4 separate regions of the Mus musculus genome follow, and regions 2, 3 and 4 are each linked to region 1. Evidence: chromatin contacts called from public promoter capture Hi-C data. All regions are on one chromosome and are shown on one strand. The core of a region is the stretch at or near the end of the contact, and the rest is flanking DNA. Distances in the headings are between cores, read along the strand shown. Region 1 holds the start of Mettl18 (methyltransferase like 18). Region 2 holds the start of Mpzl1 (myelin protein zero-like 1). Region 3 holds the start of Tbx19 (T-box 19). Region 4 holds the start of Fmo1 (flavin containing monooxygenase 1).

Region 1 (5,294 bases), core at 1,361-3,860:
AGTATTCCCTCGGAACATGTTTATGGAGTGTTAGAGATTGTAGAAAGATCAAATAGAATGAGGATGGAGAAAGAACTTTTACACAAAGTGATTCAAGAGCTCATTAAATTCTCAAGGAAACTTGTAGTTTTACATAGAAAACATGAGGCTACTACTTCTATACTTTGCTTATTATTTCAATAAGTAAATTAAAAAAAAAAAACACCAAACCGTAATTTCAGAATAACAATAAAAAAGAAATTGAACAGTCACAAATTCTGGGGTATTCTTTTTATTTCATTACGCCATTCGGTGCATATTAACTGGGGTGCTTAAAAGTCATCTCCATTAGAAATCTCTTTAGACCTTCATCAATTACTTCAAGTGTTCGAGTCTCAAATACACCCTTTTCTTCTACAAACTTCTGGAAGAGATGAACGCCACCACCAACACCAAAATAATGTGCTTTGCTGGCCAGAAGCACCCGGCCACTCCTACTTAATAGCCTGAGGAATGTTTCATGCAAAGTGCTGTAATAATCCGGATTATAAATGGTTTCTGAAGTGAGAATGAGGTCATATTTCACAAACAGTTTTTCACGTAATACAAGCTTGCAAAACTCAGCCCACTCCCCAGAGAACAAGCGACATTTACAGATTTCTCGGCCTACTTCTGACTTCCTTTGTCTTTTCCCATCTGGCTCATTTTTGCCATTGCTGTCATCTTGCAAAGGGACATTAGCAACTACATTAGGTAAGGTCACCTCATCGATCACCAAACCGTTGTAATCTTGAAAATGAACTTCCCTAGCCCCTCCTTTGGATGCAGTTATCCCAAGCAGCCCAGACCCACAGCCAAGGTCTAACACTTTCTGCCCAGCAAATTTCACTTTGGCTTTTGTGAAGTAAGTCAAGAGGTCAAAGGTGCATTCCCAGATTTTCAAGCCTCCTTCATAAACACCTGGGATCAGATCAGAATGAGAAGAAAAGCTCTTTGAAACGATGTTTTCTCCAGGGAATTTCTCTTTCAAAGAGACGGTTTTCACTACTGCTGTGTTAGCATGCTGGGGACCTGGCAACATTTCCAAAACCGTATTTTCTAAGACGTGATTCACATCTTTAGGCATCACATGTTCTTTAGCAGGTTTCCAGGAGGGCTGGTGTTTACAAGCTTCTGGGTCATCTGACCTGTCAGCAATAGGGGGTGGGCTGCCAGTGTCTTCAGAGGAAGCTGCATTTCCCAGTGAGGAGCATTTCCAAGAGTGATCCCGAGGCAAGCCCGGACGTTCTGTAGATTGCCTTTTGTCCTGCTTTCCTTTCTGACTTTCTAAGACACAAGTTCCATCATCGAGGGATGTTAATTTATTTTCCAGATCTTCTTCTATGCTGAAATTGAATTGAAAGGCCATCCTCTTTTTCTATGCACACCGTTTTTTTACCAAAGGATGATGCTTCAGCTTCTAGAAAGAATTTAATGGCATAACCGATCACACAGTCGATTAGTTCTGTTGCGCCCAATGTCTGTTAGCTGCGTATACACCATCAGATGTATTCAGAGGGGGCTCCAAAGACGTTTTAGACGCCTTTGATCCTTTTTCAGTTCAGCCCTGGAAAGGGAAGGGGGAAAAGAAAATGTTTAAAAACAAAAACAAAAAAAGGCTGTGTGTATGCGATTTAGCAAAATGCACAGATGCCTTAAGTATTCAAAAGTAGAAGATAAAACATAAAGACAAACAAAAGAATAGCTATAGCAGCTACCACCTTCACCAGAACAATAAACCCCAAGATTTGTAGACAGGACAGCCTAGCTACCTGCTGCCTGGTCTTTTTTTTTTTTTTTTTTTTTTTGGTTTTTCGAGACAGGGTTTCTCTATAGCCCTGGCTGTTCTGGAACTCACTTTGTAGACCAGGCTGGCCTCGAACTCAGAAATCCACCTGCCTCTGTCTCCCGAGTGCTGGGATTAAAGGCGTGCGCCACCATGCCCAGCTTCCTGCCTGGTCTTTTAGTTGCCTTGTGCTCAGGCATCTTCACCTTCATCTTCCTAAATTTCTGACGCATCTACAGTAATTATTTTCTCTTTGTTCACAGTGGCATCCAGGTTTGTTCCTTCATCTCTGCCTCGCAAAAACAGTTTAAGGTTTTATTTGGGTAAGTAGGGTATCCATTTTCAAACACACACAGGTGTGTGTGATCTGGTGTGTGCAAACTCATCCAAACGGTACATTTATGTGTACGTAGTTCTACACCTTATGTGACTGGAGGGATGAATAAAGACTAGGACTGTGGAAAGTATAATCGATTGTATAGAAACATTTCCGGCAATATGCCAGACCATAACACCCGTTTTAATTTGCACATTTCTGGACGGTGGGATCTCCGTTCACTTGGCAGGAGCCGTAGGAACGGAAGCACGCACGCCAGTAAAATCATTCCTATTCTCGAACGCACCTCACAGGGGAGTAGAGTCATTCCTGGCCTCAGCCCAGGTCACCCTTGAAACTACGCGTCGTCTCAAAGTCCCCCCGGACTGAGGATAGCAAACCTGAGGACTTCTGGTCTCAGCATTGGAAAGTCAGACGCCAGGGCGAACAAACTACCGGAGAAACTCGCCTTCAGCCTACGGCGAACACCAACGAGATGAGTCCTCCAATAGCTAGAGAGGGCCCCGACGCTTGGGGGCGAGAGTGCTCCTCTCTATGGTTTGGTGGGGGCGGAGCTCTCTCAAAGCCTGCTGGGACGGCGTTCCAAGCTGTGGCGGGAGTCGTGCGGATTCGTTCGTCTCTCGGGGGTGGCGAAAGAATGTCGCAGGACGATGCGGAGGTGGCGAGCGGGGTCGTGCTGGAGGAACTCAGCAGCTGGTCGGAGGAGATGTGCCGTCGGGAGCTGCCTTCGGTGCTGCCCCGGCTCCTCATATCCTTGGAGGGCGCTGAGCGGGGGGTGTGTCGCGAGCCTGCTCCGCCCTGACGCGGGCAGCCTGGGATTCGAACTCTGTTTTGTTTTGCGAGGTGATGGTTAAGGGAACGAGGACAACCGTGGGTTGAGGGGCTAGGCGCGCCTAGCATTGTCGGACGATTGCGACTGGAGCGTTTGAAAATGATGAGTGCTCTCATGCCTTAAGTTTAGTTCTCTGTTCCTAAGTTTGCCCGGTCGGTCGCACTTGCCTAAGTGTGGGAGATGCCCGCGCTGGTGCTCAGTATCTGGATGAAGCGTGAGAGCTGAAGGATGTAGTTGTAGTTCTTCCGTGGTACCACATCTTCAAAGGATGGTCTGTAAACAAAAATGCTTTTCCCCTTTCGAACCCGTTTCCCTTTTAAGTTACAAGGCGGTGCTTCAGGTATTGGCTTTAATCGAGTTGTAATTGTGTGGAGTTAGGTGCAAAGAATAATTATGTAATGCTTTTGTGTTTGTAATTGGAAGTCGACTCCCTTCATGTAAAAGGTGATTTTAATTTTATGATTTTGATCATACCTTCTATTTAAAATTACACACACAGAAACAGACACACACACACCCCTCCAAAAACTGAAAATACCATTACATTTAGTGAAAGTTCAAACCTTGCACGAATGATGTTTCATAGTATAACTTAAGTTCTCTCACACTGAAGTCATTCCTTAGACATTAGCAAAATCCAACGTGGTGCTGATGACCGTTTTTAAAGTACTCCGTGTGTGGATATGGAATTATTTTGCTTTTTAGATGGTAGTCCTGACTGGCCTGATACTAGCTATACAAAACAGACTGGTCTTGGGTTTGCAGTAATCCTGAGTTTGCAGTGCTGGAATTTTTGTGTGTCAACGAGAAGGGTTGTTTTTATGGAATTTCCTCCTGGAAACAACTGTTTTCCTACTCAAAAGATGTTTATTTATGTAATGTGTGTCTCAGACTGCTAGGCTTAGAGGGAATGAAGATATCTGTTATTTACCCTCCCCTCAGTATTACAGGTACCACACTACATTTAGAGTACCATTTCTACCTTACCTTGCTACCTACTGAAAACGCAAATCTCATTTCCAGGTTTTCTTCTGTAAGTAAACCTTGAACACTCTTTTTGCAACCAGCTAATTATGATTTCTGATTCTAAATTACTCCATGAATCTACCTGTCCCCCACTGTGATTCTAATCTTTACAACCTGTACTAGGAATATTTTTTTTATTTTCTACATAGTTCTTCTATAATACATTCTTAACAAAGTTTAGAGTAAAAACAAGCAAACAAACAAACAAACAACTCCAAACCTCCCTCTTTTATATGTGGCTTAATTTTAAAAACACAGTCTGAACTTGTCTCCAAGGTTCCCTATAGTTTGAACCTGGCCTGTCCTTCATACATAATGTCCTTACATTCAGTCCACCAATCATCAGGCTGACCTACTTCAGGGTCTTTGTTCTCAGCCCAGCTTGTTCTCCAGTCTTTTCAACATCTCATTCTGGGCTTCCTCAGAGTTACTTTCTTACAGGAACCTTTTTATCAATCTTTTTTTGTTTGTTTGTTTGTTTTGTTTTTTCAAGACAGGGTTTCTCTGTGTAGCCCTGGCTGTCCTGGAACTCACTCTGTAGACCAGGCTGCCCTCGAACTCAGAAATCCGCCTGCCTCTGACTCCCAAGTGCTGGGATTAAAGGCGTGTGCCACCACACCCGGCTCCTTTTTCTCAATCTTAAGCAGTCCTTGAAACCTTTAACTTTTTTTTTTTTTTTTAAGGTTTTGATTGCTTTGTTAAAACACTATGATCAAAATCATCTTGGGGAGAAAAAGCTTTATTTCAGCTTGAGTGAAGTTCCATATCACAGTCCATTATCAAAGGAAGTGAGGACAGGAACTCAAGCAAAGCAGAGACCTGTGGAGAAGGACTGCTTTCTCCTCAGTCTATGGAGGAGGACTGCTTACTCCTCAGTCTGTGGAGGAGGACTGCTTGCTCCTCAGTCTGTGGAGGAGGCCTGCTTACTGGCTTCCTCCTCGGCCTGTGGAGGAGGACTGCTTACTGGCTTGCTCCTCAGTCTGCTTTCTTAGCACCCAACGCCACCAGCCCAGTGAATACTGCTCAAAGTGAGCTAGGCACTTTCACATCAGTCATCAAGAAAATCCACTTCAAATCAAGTGAGCAAAGCCCACACGAACTCAGAGACTGAAGCAGCAAGCACGGCATACACAAGAACCACACCAAATTCTCTTGTGCATGTATTCCAGCTTTCAGCTTAGTATTTTGATAGGACGCCAGAGTATGTGAACAAGTGGGTCGGAGTATTATGCTTTCTCTTGGGCTCTTTTTCTTCTGTTGGCTCGCCTTGTCCAAATTTGATTTTTTTAAAATCT
Region 2 (5,294 bases), core at 1,514-4,013, 1.6 Mb before region 1:
TTGGGTCTAATGGTTGGTCATCCATTCAGAGTTCAGAACATGTTTCTGCCCCTACCCACAGAATTTCATTCTTTCATGGCAACATTTTTTGTTGTTGTTGTTTTTTCGAGACAGGGTTTCTCTGTGTAGCCCTGGCTGTCCTGGAACTCACTTTGTAGACCATGCTGGCCTTGAATTCAGAAATTTGACTGCCTCTGCCTTCCGAGTGCTGGGATTAAAGGCGTGCGCCATTGTGGTAACATTTTATTTTTAGTTTAAATATGCTTTATTTTTTAGACAATATACACATCATGATTATATACATACATACATACATACATACACACATAATATATGTATATATGTTACACATCTCTATCTCTAAATAAATCACAGTAAAACTAAACTATAGCACAAGAAGATGTCAGCCATATTTGTCTTGGGTTCTGGTGTTATATGGATCACAAGCAGTAGCCAGTTATGATGGCTGGCAGCAGAGCCAATAGAATTGCTCGAGATGTTAGCATTTTTTCATTTTCTAAACCATCCTTAAAGAAAGTCCTGCCTGGGGTCACATAGACCGGAACACCAACCGAGCCAATAGGATTCATGTTTTTACTAAACCCGGTAGCTTTTGAAATTGATCAGGGTATACTTGATTTGTTCTGTGGCCCGGTCATACGGGGCCTTACTTTTTCTTGCTTCTGGTCTTCAGGTTTGCCTCAAGTCTGCCTCTGAGTGTGTTAGCCCCATCTTTGATGTACTTGCTTTTGGCCTTTGGTCTCCCGTGTGGATGACGCTCCCTTGCCAATGCACCTTTAACCTCTGACCCTCACCTGTCATTATTGTGCTTTTTGCACCTTTGACCTCTGTCCTTCAGAAGCCCGTTCATCAGTAAGTCACCAGTGCTAGCCTCTATCCTACTGACCGTCTAGATCTCTGAGACCTGGAGGCACAGCCTGACCAAAATCCCCCGGATCATGGAGATGTTAGACAACCGGTCCTGGTAGATGACTGAGATGTCATCTGCTGTGGACTGAGGCGCTCACCTGGAGGAAGGAGCTGGCTGAAAAGGCCGTAGAAACTGATCCTAAAGGCAAGGTTGACAGTCTAGGAATTAGAACTCTTTTTCTTGATTCTATTTCCTACATCGATCTTTTTCTGAACCACTTCTCAATGCTGCCTTCCTTCTGTGATACCTATGTTATGAGCCTGAGCATGCTCCTCCGTGCCTCCTCCCCACCCCCACCCCTGAGACAGGGTCTCACTAAGTAATCCTGTCAGACCTAGAATCACTATGTAGAACAAACTCTCAAAGGCCCCCTGTTTCTGTCTCCTGAGGGTGGGATTAAAGACATGAGGTGCTCTCCTCAGTACAGATCTGACTTCGTGGCCACTCCCCTTCTGTTGCCCACAGGATAACCTAAGGATGGCCACAAAAAAAAAAAAAAAGTTTTAAGAGTCTCACAGGGTAGTCTACACTGTGTGGCACAGGCTGCCTTAGAACTCCTGATGCAGCCTAGGCTGGCTGGCCTCAAACTTGAGACAGTCCTTCTTTCTCAGACTCCTCCACAGCTTGCCCTTTCTACTTTCCTGCTAAACTCTTGGTTATTAAAACTCCAATGTGTGCTCCTTGAAAGTAAAGTGCCACCGATGGGCAGGACCTGCTAACCGGAAGGCAAAATAGCTGCGATATGCATTCTTGGTTTTCTCCAATTGCCTAGTAATTAGGAACTTGCTCTACTGCAAGGTTAAGGGGCTAGGCCACTGGAAACATCGGAAGGACACTGTTAAGACTGGCTTTTGACAAAATCCTGAAAGGAGAGGCCGCGTTTTGGTCTACTGGACTACGCTCCGCCTATTATAGTCTTGTTCCTAAAACTTGTTTTCCTCCTCCAAACTCTCACTTGGATTTTCCCGTTCTTCGTTCACTCTAATCTGTTTTGTGTCTGGTCCCTCCTTTTTCCCCCTTTGAAGACCATTCTCAGAATCCTCCCTCTCTTTAGGGTTTGCTGGGTAACTAGTAGCAGCCGGCACTTTTCAGAATTGAAGTAAGGCACCGCCTCCGTCCTAACTTTTCATCTATAGGCCGAGGGACGTTGATATGCTAAACAAACAGTAAGTGCAGTCACTGGTTATCTAGGTGGCGGGAAAGAGTTCCAATTCCTATTCCTTTCCTGTCCTCTGAAAAGCCAAAAAAGGGCCTGCTCAGAGGTTAGGGCAAGATGGAGACTTCTCATGTTGCAACGCAAATGATCCAGTTCAGGCAAAGACAGATACTCGGCAAAGGTCAAAGAGATGGTGGGTCTTTTTCTATCTCGACCACTGAATGGAAGTCTTTCCTCACCTCTCTCTTCACTTCACTCCTCCCCTCCCCCACCCGGTCCCTAAATTAATTGCTTTTCTTTAGGTGAGTGAGGCCAGGAGTAACCAAGCAGATCCTAGTCGGAAATGATATCCGGACTTGGAAGAGACCGCGGGGAGGGACATTAAGAGAACTGTGGGACTGGCCCCTCAGAGAGGAGGGCAGCCTCTGGCGGCGGTGGGCCGGAGGGCAGCCCCACGACCAGCCACGCAGGCAGGCTCAAAGTAATGCGGCTGCAGAGGCACAGTACGCGGGCATGCTGCACAGATCACACCAAGGGCGGGGCCCGGAGGGCGGGGCCTTGCCCGAGGGGGCTGACAGGGAGTCGAGTTGTCCAATGGCTTCTTTCCCAGGTTGCCAGGAGGACCAATGAGCGAGCAGTGGGGCGGGCACAGGGGCTGGAGCTGGGCAGAAGGCTGGCGGTTGGCCACTGGGGCCGGGAGCGGGGAGCGGTGGCGTGGAGGTGTCCTCGCGCTCGCAGCCGCGATCCGGACAGAGCTGTGTGGTCTAAGGCAAGCCAGCCGACCGCAGCGGGAAGCCGGGCGGAACGGAGCGGCGGGAGCAGGATGGCAGAGGCCGTCGGAGCCGTGGCACTGATTGCGGCCCCGGCCCGCCGGCGCTGGCTGTGGTCGGTGCTAGCCGCGATGCTCGGGCTGTGTGAGTGATGCCGAGCCGGGGTCGGGCGGGGGCTCCGCGGCCGTGCGCGCGCTCGGGGCGCCTCGGAGGGGAGGGGGCGCGGCCTGCGAGCTCTGGGGCCTGGGCACGCCGCCCGGGGAGCGCGGCCGGGAGCCGAGGAACCTCTTTCTTTGGATCCCTTTGCGTAGAGGGCGAGGGGGGTGGGGCGGGGAGGGGTGAGGGAGCTCCCTACCTTGCAGCTCCCTGGGGACAGTCCCAGGAGCCCACTCACGCCCAGTCCCCTGCGGTCGCCTCCTGGCGATTCTGAGTTGCCCAGGACCTCCCGGGAGTCCGACTCTGGAATTGATGTTCTCCACCTTTGGGAGATGGCGGAAGATTGCAGGATTTTTCACCTGTGGGCCTTTGTTGGTTTATTTCCTTGTTTAAACCAGTGTTTTTCCTTTACCTGGTAAGATCTATTTCGAATGCGCTCAGATCAATTCTTAAGGCTCTATGATTGAAAACTCAGACTCTCATTTATTTCATCTCTGGGGTCTGTAAATCACAGAGGCGAAATTTACGTTACTTCTAGCCTAGAATGCAAAGGCTTGAAAGAATTCGGTCGAATTCGTATTAATGGTAAACATGGGCAAGATAGTTTGACAAGACGAACATTTACAAAGCATGCTTTTACTTTGATTTTAAAAGCCCCCCTCTCAGGCCCTTACCAAATAAACCAGGCTTAAGTTTTTGATAAAGGCTCCGGCTCGGTTTATATGACGTCTTGGACGAGTTGTTTTATGGGGCGTCTGAAGTAGTGTCTGCCCCAGGACTTTTTTTGTGTGTTGTTCAAAGTAAAGTACTTGTTTCTGTCTCAGAATTCAGCTAAGTAGTGGTTACCGAGAGGTCGAACTCCTAAGAAAACACGGAGGGGGTTCCTCCCACTCATTCTTTTGTTGTGTAAAATGTAATTTGTTCAAAATCCATTACTCAGTACTTTCTTTCGTGCAAAAGTTCTTAATGTAGTAGTCTCTCGAACCAGGAGTATAGGTGAGATTCTGTTGGATTTCCAGCTTTCATTTAAGCTCCTAGTTAATAGCTTGGAGGTGAAAATGGACAAGATTCTTTTTTTTTTTTTTTTTTTTTATGTATCAGATGGGATCTGTTTTGTTTTTGTTTTTGTTTTCCTGTTTCTCCTAAGGAAACAGAAAAGGCGTGGGTTTTTGTTTGTTTGTTTGTTTGTTTGTTTTTGCCATTTTTTTTTCTATTGGTGCCGGCTGTATTTGTGTTTAAGCAAAGGAACACAGAACAGACCCAAACTCCACTTTATCAGACTGATTGTGGGCTGAATTGTGTGATGTCAGACATTGCCGTTGGGGACAGGGCGGTCAGAGTGATCTTAAATTCAGGGTGTTAAAAGCTGCAGAAGCAGGGACTGTGTTATGAATGAAATGTCACCTGCTCTGCTATAAAAGAAACCATTCTTCTTCTTCTTTTTTTTTTAGAAGCCAGGTATGATGGCTTACACCTGAAATCCCAGCACTTGAGTGGTTGGGACAGGGGGATTGACATGAGTTGGAGGCCAGTCTGGGCTGATTTGAAGGAACTACACATAAGGGCTCATCTTTTACAAAACATTCTGAGACAGCATCTCACTGTTTTATCACAGGCTGTTCTTGAACTGGGCATCGTCCTGACTCTGCCTCCCAAGGGCTGGATTAAAGGTGTATACCACACCTGACTTTTCTGTTTTTGGGGTTTCTTTTCACCGTGTTGCCTAGACTGGCCTTCAACTCCTGGGCTCAAGCAGTCCTGCTTCAGCCTCCAGGAGCCTGGGACCTGCAGGAACACACCACTGATCTCATCCAGAATAGCCTCTCAAGTTCTGTTCAGTTACTTAGCAAGTATCTATCCGCACCTCTTAGATGTTAAGTACTTGAAACTCACGGAACGTGGGGTCACGTGGGGTCACATTCTTTACCCTAAGACTGCAGGTTCTTGAGAAGTCAAAACAGTCAAATCAATAGTTAAAACAAAACAAAACAAAAAAAAGAAAACAAAAAAAGAAAAAAAAAGAAAGAACATTTTCAGTGGAGATTTATTCAGTGTGGCCACGTTGGGAAGACACACGGAGATCCAGTGACTCAATTCCAGCCATCCCCAGGGTCCTGAAAGTTTAAAGTTTAAATAGAGGGCCAGAGACACATGCAAGTCTAAGCAGTTCAGGTCAGGGTTGTGGCTCACCCACCATTGACCAGTCATTATCTGGGCTTACGTCTCTCCAGCAAGGTGGTCCAACAACTTGTTAGTGTTGCAAGCTGCTGACAGTTACATT
Region 3 (5,294 bases), core at 1,057-3,556, 1.2 Mb before region 1:
AAATAGGCACACATTGATCAATGGAGTAGAACTGAGTACCTACACATAAGTCCACATCCCTATAAGCACCTGATTTCCAACAATATTCACTGGAGGAAAGACAGCATCGTCAACAGAAGGTGCTGGATAGTATATAGAACGGGAAGCAGACCCTCATCTGTCACCGGAACAAAACTAGATTCAAGTGGATCAGGATAGGCTGGATATTCTGGATCAGACGGGGGAGAAATCAGGGGGCATGCTTCAACTTTTAGGCACAAAAAGGGGTGGGGGTGGTTTGAACAGGACCCAACCCGATTTTAGAAACGAGGCATGGAACTAAACAAGAATTTTTTTTTTTTAAAGAAAACTACAAAAATGAGATTATGAAACTTGCAGGTAAACGTATAGAACCGGAAATAATCATTCCAAGGGAGGTAACCCAGAGCCAGAAAACCAACTGCCACATGTTCTCTCTCAGAGATACATGCTAACTTTCAGGCTTTGATTACGTGACCCACTTGGGAAGGTTAGGAGGTATGGCCTCTTTCGAGGAGGCATGACCCTGGGAGCAGGCTTTCAGATCCCTTCTTAAACCACACCTTCAGTGTACCTTTTTATTGTGTGAGGTGATATATGCTCTGTGGGTCAGGGTGTGGTTATCTTTCGGGTCAGTATATATCCTACCACGTTTTAAAATTATAAATATGTATAGAATTGCAACATCAATTTCCAAATAAAGTGTGGCTCTGCTTGAGTCCCCATCCCCCTCAGCTTCTTTGCCTCAGTAAGTGGACTAATTCATCATGCTAGACATTGGTTCCCTCATACCCAGTTCAGTGCTGCCCACATTTCCCCCTTGAGCAGTGAGTCCTACTACTCTGCCCTCTAGCAGGTCCCTGCCTGGTCCTAGCCATGACTACTGGGTCCCCTCTTCTGGATACTCAACTTTCTCTGTGTCCTTTCCGTCACTGTTGAGATGCCTTCTCAAATCGCCTTTCTACAGCACAGCATCTAATCAGGACCCTCCCCACCCCAGCCCCGCCTCACCTTGCATGGCTTCCTCCACCACTTCGTCCTTTTGCATGATCTTTATTTTCTTACCGTGGCTGATAACCAAACTACTTCATGTCACTTCTTTCCCCTGTCAGATGGGTCGTTCTACGAAGATATCGCTTCTCTTCTATCACTTCTGTGGAGTGCTTAGTAGGTACTCAGTTCATGTTTGGCATCCTCCACATTCAGACTCCCCCTAAGTTTTCTGCTTTTATTTCCCCATTGCTCTGACATTCTTGTTTTCTTTTATAACAAGATAAACCAGCACCCTAGGCTCTCCTAGGGTTGGGGTGTTCCAGCTGTTTTGATGGTCTCCTTCATGGTTTCTACCTCCCCATCCAGCCACCCTGTGCTGTGTCTTTAGGAGAAGTAACCGTTTCTACTAATTACATCCTCAGGGAATAGCGGGACTCAATCCGGAAGGACAGCGTTGGCCACGGCTGTCCCAAAAGAGAACTGGGAGCCTTTTTGGACCAACGATTAGCATCACTCAGTCCAATGATGTAAAACGTTGATTCCCACCCAGGAGGCGCAGAGTTTTTCTTAGAATAGTTCAGGACAAATTACTTTCCCCCTTCCTTTCACTAGGACTGGAGATAAGAGAGACTAGGGGTCTGGATTCGAGGGAGGAAGATCAAAGTTCAAAGCTGAAAATGAAAAGGACCTTAGAGGTAAAAAGGGTGTGAATGTGGGTGGGTACAGTCAGTGGGGAGATGACAGAGGAGCTCCCTAGGGGAAAGAGGTCTGTAGTTCTTTTCCTCCTGACTTCAGTTTCTTGAGTGTAGCATGCAGAGAGACTTCCTTTATTCTCAGGTCTTGTATCTTGGCACAGAGCCCTTCACCCTCAGCATAGACTGCTCTTGTCTGCAGGGCTTCTGTGTCTGTTCAAGTTGCTAGATCAGGGTGGAGGGAGTTCAGCTGACTACTCTGCCAGGACAGCTTGCCCAGACAGCAAGTTTGTGGCTCCCCTGCCAGCACCTCCTTTTCTATAGGTGCCACATGCCACAATTTATACGCAGACATGATTTGACTGATTGTTGCAGTCCGGGCCTGGAATAATTTTAATTAACGGGAAAACGGTCCTCAATACACCGATTAGACCTCTTCAGGTACAACAAGATAAAAGCCTGATAATTTGGATGGAGTACTCTTCTTAAACGTCTACTGTAGGCAGGGCGGCCAATGGGAAAGCCAGGCTGACTCCCACCTGATCCAGTGAGTAATTAAGAGAGCGCTTTTTCTTCTCCACCTCCCCCCACCCTCTCCTCCCTGCTCCCCAACTGAAGCTTAACAGGTTGGTGGTATAATTTGGAGACTTTCAGGGGTGTCACACTGGAAGCTTTAGCAAGAGCCAAGGCATCTTATTCTACTCCCAGACACTGACCAGCTGGGGTCGAAAAGCCAGCAAGTGAGGGAAGGAAGGAGCCGGAGGCAGAGAAAGTGGGAACGGCTCTCAGCAAAGTTTGAAAGGGTCTACAGCCATGAGTGAACTGGCCACACAGAAGGCTGGCGAAGGCACTGTGTCTCGCCTGCTTAACGTGGTGGAAAGTGAGCTCCAGGCAGGGAGGGAGAAGGGAGACCCTACAGAGAAGCAACTTCAGATCATCCTGGAGGATGCTCCCCTCTGGCAGAGATTCAAGGAAGTCACTAATGAAATGATCGTGACCAAGAACGGCAGGTGAGTTTGACTGCAGCCCACTTGTGCTAGCCTTTGCTTGGCGAGGAAGGTAAGACACCTTTGGTAGTAAAGAGGCTACCACTCTTCGTTCAGAGGCAGCAGGCTCTGAACATCTTAAAGACAGTCTCGGCTGGCCGTCACTCAGCCAACTTAATTTCTTTGAGATAATCAGAGCAGTGGAAGATGGAGGCCACCTGTCTTACCTACATGTATTATATGGGGAATTATTTTGCAGGGGAGCATGCCCCATGCATTGGGGAAGTGGACTCAACTGTCAGAAACTGGTATTAATTTTTGAATGACTGTGTCCCCTGGAGCAGACCTGTGTTCAGTCCTGTTCAGATAATGTGAAAGTTGACTTTATTTGGAAACTGGATAGTTTGTTCTTAAGCACAGCACACCTGTCTGTCAGACGATTTTGACTAGTTGAAGACTGGGATTGAAAGGGCCACATGGCCTATCTCTCTCTGCCTGCTTCCTTGTGCATGTTGAGGGAGAATGAGTTTCGATTGTGTGTTTCACATAGTTAGGAAAGCTGGCGTATAATAGGGAATGAAGCTCTAATGCCCAGTTTTAGGAAAGAGAAGTTTTCTTCTTTCATTCTCCCTGCAAAGAGTGGGGATTGTCCATACCGCTCCCTGCTGGCATTTCTCAGATCCTGTGAAGCTTAGCCTGTTAGGCGCCTTTGAGGGAACTTTAAAGCTTGAGCTTAGCAGAGGAGATGCAAATGTTTTGAAAGAGACTCCCACTGCATGCTCACACATCTTTGGGTACCTATGGACACAAAGTACCCGAAGGACATTTTCAGTAGTGTTAGTTGAGCCCAGACTCTTTTTCTTACACCTTGAGAGAAATTTTGCTTAGAGAGAAAAGTTGAAATTAGCTGAACCTCAGGCTGACTTTTGTCGTTGATAAAAAGCCTTCAATTTCTGGTGTCTTAGCTTTGTAATTATGAATAAAACACAGCAACGAAAGAGAGCTGTCCCTTGTACAGCTGGGAGGATTATGAACGTGAGAGCTGTTGCATGACAATAAACTACTGTAAGACAAAGTTATACAGTAAACACACACATTTTATACACTGCGATCACAGTAGCAAAGCTACCAACCTTGTGTAAAAGTGACAGTCTTTTACTTTCCACACAGACTCCCATGTGTGTACTATACATTTATGGCTTTGAATATTTGAAAATTTAATTTCACACGTTTCTTTTCTTTGTATAAAATATTTTTAATTTCAAAGGTCTACCCCACATTCTCAATCGGATTCGGTCCCTTCCAAAGATGAGCGCAGATGCACTTGTGACTCGCAGCTGTCATGTGGGGAGCACTCTGTGTGTGTTGGGTTACTGAGTCACCACGCCGCTAGCTACGTTCCATTGTTTGACCCTGTACGATGATCTAAAGAAGTACAGCCAATAGACAAAGATATGGTTCAAGTATTTTCCTAAAGGCAATAGGATCTTCAGAGGCGTTGCCCAGTCCAAACTGATAGTAAATGATAGCAGAATGTACCTTTGCCACTTGAAAAGAGGGCCTCTTAACCTTTTTTTTTAAACCTCAGAAAAATTTCTTTCAGTATTTAAAGTTCCTTGTGCTTAACGTCACTCCTATTAATTATGTGAATTTGTGTGTGTGTGTGTGTGTGTGTGTGTGTGTGTGTGTGTGTGTAAACAGTGTACTTGTGGCTAAAGTAGTTCTCTGCTGTGAGTGAAATCTTTTTCTTAAATTACCTTACCTCTGCTGAGCTCTTTGGGGTAAAGATTTTCCCAGGCATTGGGCAGTGTGCTTTATGCTTTAGAGGAGGAGGGGCTTCAGGTGTGTGTGTGTGTGTGTGTGTGTGTGTGTGTGTGTGTGTGTGTGTGTGTGAGACATCGATGGAGCTGCTCAGGACCTGCTTTTACTCTCCTTGGGTTTCAGATTAAGACCTACTTTATTCCCTTCCCACAGACCACACCTTTCCAGCTTTATCTTCTCCTCACTCTCCTCTTCCTTCTCTCTCCCCGTCATCTCTTCCCCATGTCTCCTTCTCACCCATTCTTCTCCAGATTCCCATTCCCACCTTCCTCCCAGTCTCCCCAGCAGGTGGGTCAGCCGCCCTTCTCCAGGGGGAGCTGCTTTACCGCCTGGCTCTGTGCATTACCAATGTGTGGAGTTTCCAGAATGTTCGTTTGCTTAGATCAGCGAGCCAAGCCCTGAACACTTGTACTCGAATGGCTCCCTTCTCTCCTCTTTCTGCCTTGCTCCCATGGCAGCACAAAGGAGGAAGAAGAGAAGGTTGCCCCTTAGCCAGGTTCATTTCCATGTCTGGGTAGCCTGGGAACGCCTTTCTCTACTGTTTACAAGTCATATCACAGCTATCTGCACAATCTGCTTCTAACCTGATGCTACCGCTCTCTACCTCTGGTTTCTATGGACTTCACAGCTGCACCTGAGCTCATGCCTGCTTACTTTCATGTATGACATTCATGGGTCATGTGTTTCATAATCATACAACATACATGCACATGAACACACACATGTGCACACGTGCACACACACACACACACACACACACACACACACATACACACACACTCTT
Region 4 (5,294 bases), core at 1,912-4,411, 1.1 Mb after region 1:
AACTGGCTCCTATTAAAGATGTTTGCTTTCTTAATGAAACACAGCCAAGAAAAGTACTTTATGTAGGGGAGTTGAGGAGGGGAGATCTGCATATATTTTAAACTTTGGGGGTTGTTTTTTTGTTTGTTTGTTTGTTTGGTTGGTTGGTTGGTTGGTTTGGTTTGTTGGTTTTGTTGCTGGGTTTTTTGGTTTTTGTTTTTTGTTTTTGTTTTTTGGCATGGCATGAAAGGAAAAGGGTATAATTTATAAGTGGGGCTAAAACTAACCCCATGTAGCTTTTCAGCTCTAAAATTATATGGCTTTAAGAACGAATCAAAGTGGGAGAAGAAAAGGAGATTTAAGACGATGGGACTGGAGAAATGGCTCAGCAGTCGAAAGCAAGTACTGATCTTACAGCAGACCTGAATCCAGTTCCCAACACCCACATAAGATAACACACAACCTCCTGTAACTCCAGCTTCAGGGGACTGCATGTCCTCTTCCAGGTTCTGCAGGCACCTGCAATCACATGTGCACATTCACACATACTAATTAAAACTAAAAGTAAATTTTTAAATGGAGATGATTTTGAGATAGAATGAAAGATTCAGTTAACAGCCTTCTAGTTCTTTGCTTAGTGCTGGCTGGGCACAATGTATTCATCACCAAATAGCAATACTTGGAAGTAAAACAGAATTTTTCTTAAGACACTGGGGACCTTTTGGCAATGCCTCAGCACTTCTTACTGGCCTATCCAAGACAGAAGAACATCCTTCTTGAAAGTGGATGGTTATTGGACTGCAAATGAAGAGCTTGTTCTGTCTACTTACGCGATTCTGGCCCAGAACGGGCATGTTGCTTACTTTGGCTCTCAGTTATTTGAGCAGACTAACCATGTTTCCAACCAACCACTAGGGAGCCATATAGTGCAAATCTATACTATTTCCTAAAGTCCACACTCACTCCAGTGAAGTCTGAGTGGCAAGTCCAAAAGCTTGGCTGCAGTCCTGAGGCAAATTGTTCCACAGAAACTTGTCTCCTGAAGAGTCTCTGGTGCCCCATAACCAGATTTGTCCCTGCGAAAATGTGGAGGGTCTTGCATGCTTTCTTGCAGTATTTTACTGGATAAGAACTAAAAATCTCAGGGCTAGTTCAACAAAGTAAACTTAGAATTACAGCCGAGTCACTCCCATATTCAGGAATTTACAGTTGTCTAGGAACAAGGAGGGTTATGGTTTAAGGAGGAACTAGAGTATTGTATTATTAATGAAAAGGTTAGCAAGAGTGGAAACACTCTGGTGCTGGGTTATTCAATAGACCAGAATTGCACCTGGGCATATTCGCCCTTTCACCTGGATCCTATCAATAGCTGACTTTAGATAGGGCTGATAGTACCTCAGTTGTAAACTCTGCCTGGTTCCTGCCAGTCTTTATGTATGCATTTCTCTGTTTTATGTCAGATAACTTCAATGTACCTTGGCTGATGTGTCACTTAACTTCTTTGTTTTCTTCTGTAATATAAGTCTGATGCTCACTTTGAGACATTACGTTCAGATACAGCACTCTCTCTGTGTCAATGTCTGTTTGTCACTCTTTGCCAACTTCTTGCTCACCTGTACCAGTATCCTGGTTCCCCATGGGTTGAAGAACCAACTGAGTCCAGTCCTAGGCACTAAAGAAAATTTATTGGCTACCAATGTGGCTCACTTGACTAACAGGCTAGAGGCCTTTCTTCATCCTGTATCCTTAACTATAGGTGACTAATATTGATCCCTAAAAGCAGCCAGAATGGAAACTACCAGTGAAGGTCAGATGCCTCATTCATTTAATAATTAATAAAAGTCTCTGGCCAATTATGGAAATGAATATAGTAAAATGATCATGTTTATGATCACTCAGTAGCCTAATCTCCCTTATGTGCAGTTTGTCACCACCGGGGCCAAGTGACTCCTTTAGTGTTCTCCATGTACACACCAACGTAATTTGAATGCTAAACTTTGGACAGTAACCTAGTCCTAACTCTTAAGATGCTTCTGACTGAAGGTCACATTCAAAGGGACATCTGAGCTAACAGTCGTCCTGAAGGCTTACCTTATGGTCAAATTTAAGTTTTGAAATCCTTCAATGACTACCATCCTCAGAGCTTCAGGAGGGTAACTTGAACTAAGAACTCACAGCCAGCAATGTTGTCGACTTGCCAAGTGCTTAATGAGTCAGCAAGATCAGAGCTGAGCCGAACAAACAATCGGAATGTTTGATGTTCTATAGCATCCTCCAGAAGTGAAGTTACAGGCTGTGCTGAAATGGTTAAGAAAATATTTAGCCTGTCAAGAGCCTTTTACTGCCTCAGTCCACCAGTGTCTCTTGGAGTTTTCTTTTTCATGCCTGTAGGAATCTCTTCAATACCGAGGATCAATGATAAAAAAATAATTGAGCAATGTCTCTTGGAGTTTTCTTTTTCATGCCTGTAGGAATCTCTTCAATACTGAGGATCAATGATAAAATAATAATTGAGCAATGCATAACACTATCAACACCCTTATGCACCAGAGTTTCCTATGCGCATGACCATCTCACATAGATTACCTCATCTAACTCCACAATAACTATTTGAGGAAGCCATTGAATTACATATTTTTAATTGAGGAATCTGGAGCTGAGCAAAATCAAACATTTTTCAAAGATTACTTTGATAAAAAAAAAAAAAAAAAAAAAAAAAAAAAAAAAAAAGCTAGTGAACACATTAGAAGCCAGGACTCATGACTTCGAAGGCTATGTACTTCTCACACATCTGTCTTGCATTTCCCAAGCACCTGGACAATCATCTACAGTTAAAGGAGCTTTAAAATGTGTTTAATAAATGTAAGTAATGTGTGCATTTTAAAATAACAATTTTCTCTAAGTGAGAAATGGACCAAAAGTCTTAAAATGCAAGTTTGATGTAGCAGCTGTTAATATGATTGTGAATTTATGTAGCAGATGTTAATTTCATCCTTAGCCCAGGGAAGAATGAAATGAAGGATACCATTATAAGTACCCAATTTCATTTATAGTTTGCAAACAGAAGGATGAGTTTTAAGTACATATCACCAGGCAGTCTGTCTCTCAGCATACCACTGTTGCAAGTAATCAATTGAACACACAAACAACAGCTAACCTTCGGTTCCAATTTTTTTTCCTAACGCTTCTTATCTCTTAGACCAGGCTCATCCTGTGTGCAGGGAACTCCCAAACACTGGCTCAAAACAATTTTGATTGTTACTAGCTCTGGGATCCTAATTGTGTCAGGGCCACTGGAATGAGCAATTACAGCTACTTAGAGTCAGTAACCCCATAAAAATCTCCGATTCCTCTGGGTGAAGAAGGTGGAGCTGAGTTTTTCCTGTTTTTTCTTATTGTACATCAGAGAGGAGTCGTCTCAACAGAACACAGCTCCCTCCACGAGTGACCCTGGGGGAATTTTTCGACCATCCCTTGCTCCAACGTAAGGAACAGAACTTGAGACCTTGTCACAGGAACATAAAGTCAGATTGCTAAACTTCTGCATTTACTGGTAAGTCCTCTGCTGGATGAGTTATTAAGTGCTTCCCTCAGCAGCCTCTAGCATGGTATGAGTTAATGGTTTGTAAGGTATATCTACCACGTATCAGTATGTTACATTAACTGAAACAAAAAGCAAGCCTTTCTGAAAAGTTGACTAACTTAGGTTTGCACTTCACCAATTTTCTGTTTCTGTGTTTCCTGCTCTATTCTGTACTTGGGAATCAAATTTCTCGATTTTTGTACTATTTATAAATCTTATCTGCTAATCTTCAATCCACAAGTATCCAGATGAAGGCTTTGAGAGTCACTTCTACAGTTTAATTCCATATATTTTATGTAAGCATAGAAAACATGGGTCTCAATGCCCAGTTGTTTTCTTAGAGTCTTTACTCTCTTAGGGAACTTGTTATAACCTTGTAAGAGGCAGCATGTGTTATGTGGTAGATGGTTTAGGATTAGGCTTGAGGAAGTAAATGTCTGCTGTTAAGAGGTTACAAATCTCAGAACATACTCTTATTCCAGCCCAGGTCCCAATTATCCATCTGAATATACTACAAGTGCTAACGCTTGAACTGACACAACCCATTTAGGGATATGCTCTGATAGGGCAGTCTGTGCCTGTCAGTATTCTGAGATATTGGCACACACTAAAGAAGAATGTGGGGGTACCTGCCTGCGTGAATAAAGATGCCTTCCTAGTGAACGTGTAAGTGAGTCATACTGGTTAACTGATCCAGTGCTAATTACCCTCAGTTAGAGGATAATCTTCTGAAAAAAACAAAAAACAGTAAGGTCTCCAAGTCAATTTAAAACACACTCAAAAGGTAAGACTTGGATTAGAGGTTCCCAAACTTCCCAGGTTTAAAGTGATGATTTGCATGTCAGCAATTCCTTCACAGTTCCCCCAGGCCAAAGTTCCTGCTAAGTAGTCAAGCCCAAACAAATCTGTGCTTATGTTCTAACTGTTGTAGGCGGTTGTACAGATTGTAAAGAAATTGAAAGAAAATTCGTTTTTATTTCACTCATAATCACACTCAGTGTGGATTTATGGGGTGGCTGAGCGCTGTAGATTCTCAGATCTTAGGATCAGCTAAGACAGGACCTTCTCATGTGTTGTTCCTCATAGAACACTTTCCCACTTTTTATCATAGAAGCTGTTGAGCCCCTGCTTCATAAAACTGCATGGAGAGGACCCGGGGTGTGTGTGTGGGGGGGGTGTCACTGAATGGAACACAGCCCTGTCTCACGCTAAAACTATGACATGCTCCAGGCTCATGCCAGTATCCCAGCACTCTGGAGGTTGACTTGGGGGATTGGCAGAAGCTCAAGGCCAGCCTGGGTTACGTTGTAAGTCCAGACCAGTCTGAGATATAGTATGAGACCCTGTCTAATGCTACGGTGGTGAGGTGGGAGTGGGTTGGTGGGGCGGGGGCACCCTCATAGAAGCAGAAGGGAGGAGGAGTGGATAGGGGGTTTGCAGAGGGGAAACTTGGAAGGGGGATAACATTTAAAATGTAAATAAATAAAATAACCAATAAAAAATACTAAAAAAAATACTTATATCTGAGCTACCATAAACTATGGTTCAAAACACTGAATATCACTGTGCTCTCTGGCACTCTTAAATAACTCAAGGCCCCTCTGTCTTTGGAAATGAGATTCCCCATGCCCACATAGTATCTCAATAATGGAGGAGCATGCTCAATCTGATCTTGTTTAATTATTTGTGTTTTCTGTCATTGATGTGGAGGAGACAGTACAAAATCCATAGG

Evidence for each region. Promoter capture Hi-C pulls out the DNA fragments that hold promoters and counts their contacts.
Region 2: a contact with region 1 is called in a promoter capture Hi-C map of pre-B cells, with 10 times the contacts expected there. The contact joins the promoter of Mpzl1 here to the promoter of Mettl18 in region 1. A contact is called at or near these places in 2 of 39 promoter capture datasets (cranial neural crest and pre-B cells) and 1 of 484 Hi-C or Micro-C datasets (B cells).
Region 3: a contact with region 1 is called in a promoter capture Hi-C map of liver, with 4 times the contacts expected there. The contact joins the promoter of Tbx19 here to the promoter of Mettl18 in region 1. A contact is called at or near these places in 8 of 39 promoter capture datasets (the 3T3-L1 cell line, the C10 cell line, hematopoietic stem and progenitor cells and 3 more) and 1 of 9 other capture datasets (pancreatic islet).
Region 4: a contact with region 1 is called in a promoter capture Hi-C map of liver, with 5 times the contacts expected there. The contact joins the promoter of Fmo1 here to the promoter of Mettl18 in region 1. A contact is called at or near these places in 4 of 39 promoter capture datasets (cranial neural crest, hippocampal neurons and liver).

Annotation. Positions count from the first base shown.
Region 1 is chr1:163,992,205-163,997,498 of GRCm38.p6, reverse strand. It overlaps Mettl18 (methyltransferase like 18), which reads right to left and starts at 2,610. Exons shown (of 2, transcript NM_027279.3): 1 at 2,428-2,610; 2 at 256-1,585. The coding sequence starts at 1,387. The coding sequence ends at 299. It overlaps BC055324 (cDNA sequence BC055324), which reads left to right and starts at 2,703. Exons shown (of 24, transcript NM_201364.2): 1 at 2,703-2,889. The coding sequence starts at 2,779.
Region 2 is chr1:165,632,010-165,637,303 of GRCm38.p6, reverse strand. It overlaps Mpzl1 (myelin protein zero-like 1), which reads left to right and starts at 2,763. Exons shown (of 6, transcript NM_001083897.1): 1 at 2,763-3,001. The coding sequence starts at 2,911.
Region 3 is chr1:165,157,785-165,163,078 of GRCm38.p6, reverse strand. Tbx19 (T-box 19) reads left to right here and starts at 2,306. Exons shown (of 8, transcript NM_032005.4): 1 at 2,306-2,713. The coding sequence starts at 2,517.
Region 4 is chr1:162,864,477-162,869,770 of GRCm38.p6, reverse strand. Fmo1 (flavin containing monooxygenase 1) reads left to right here and starts at 3,161. Exons shown (of 9, transcript NM_010231.3): 1 at 3,161-3,532.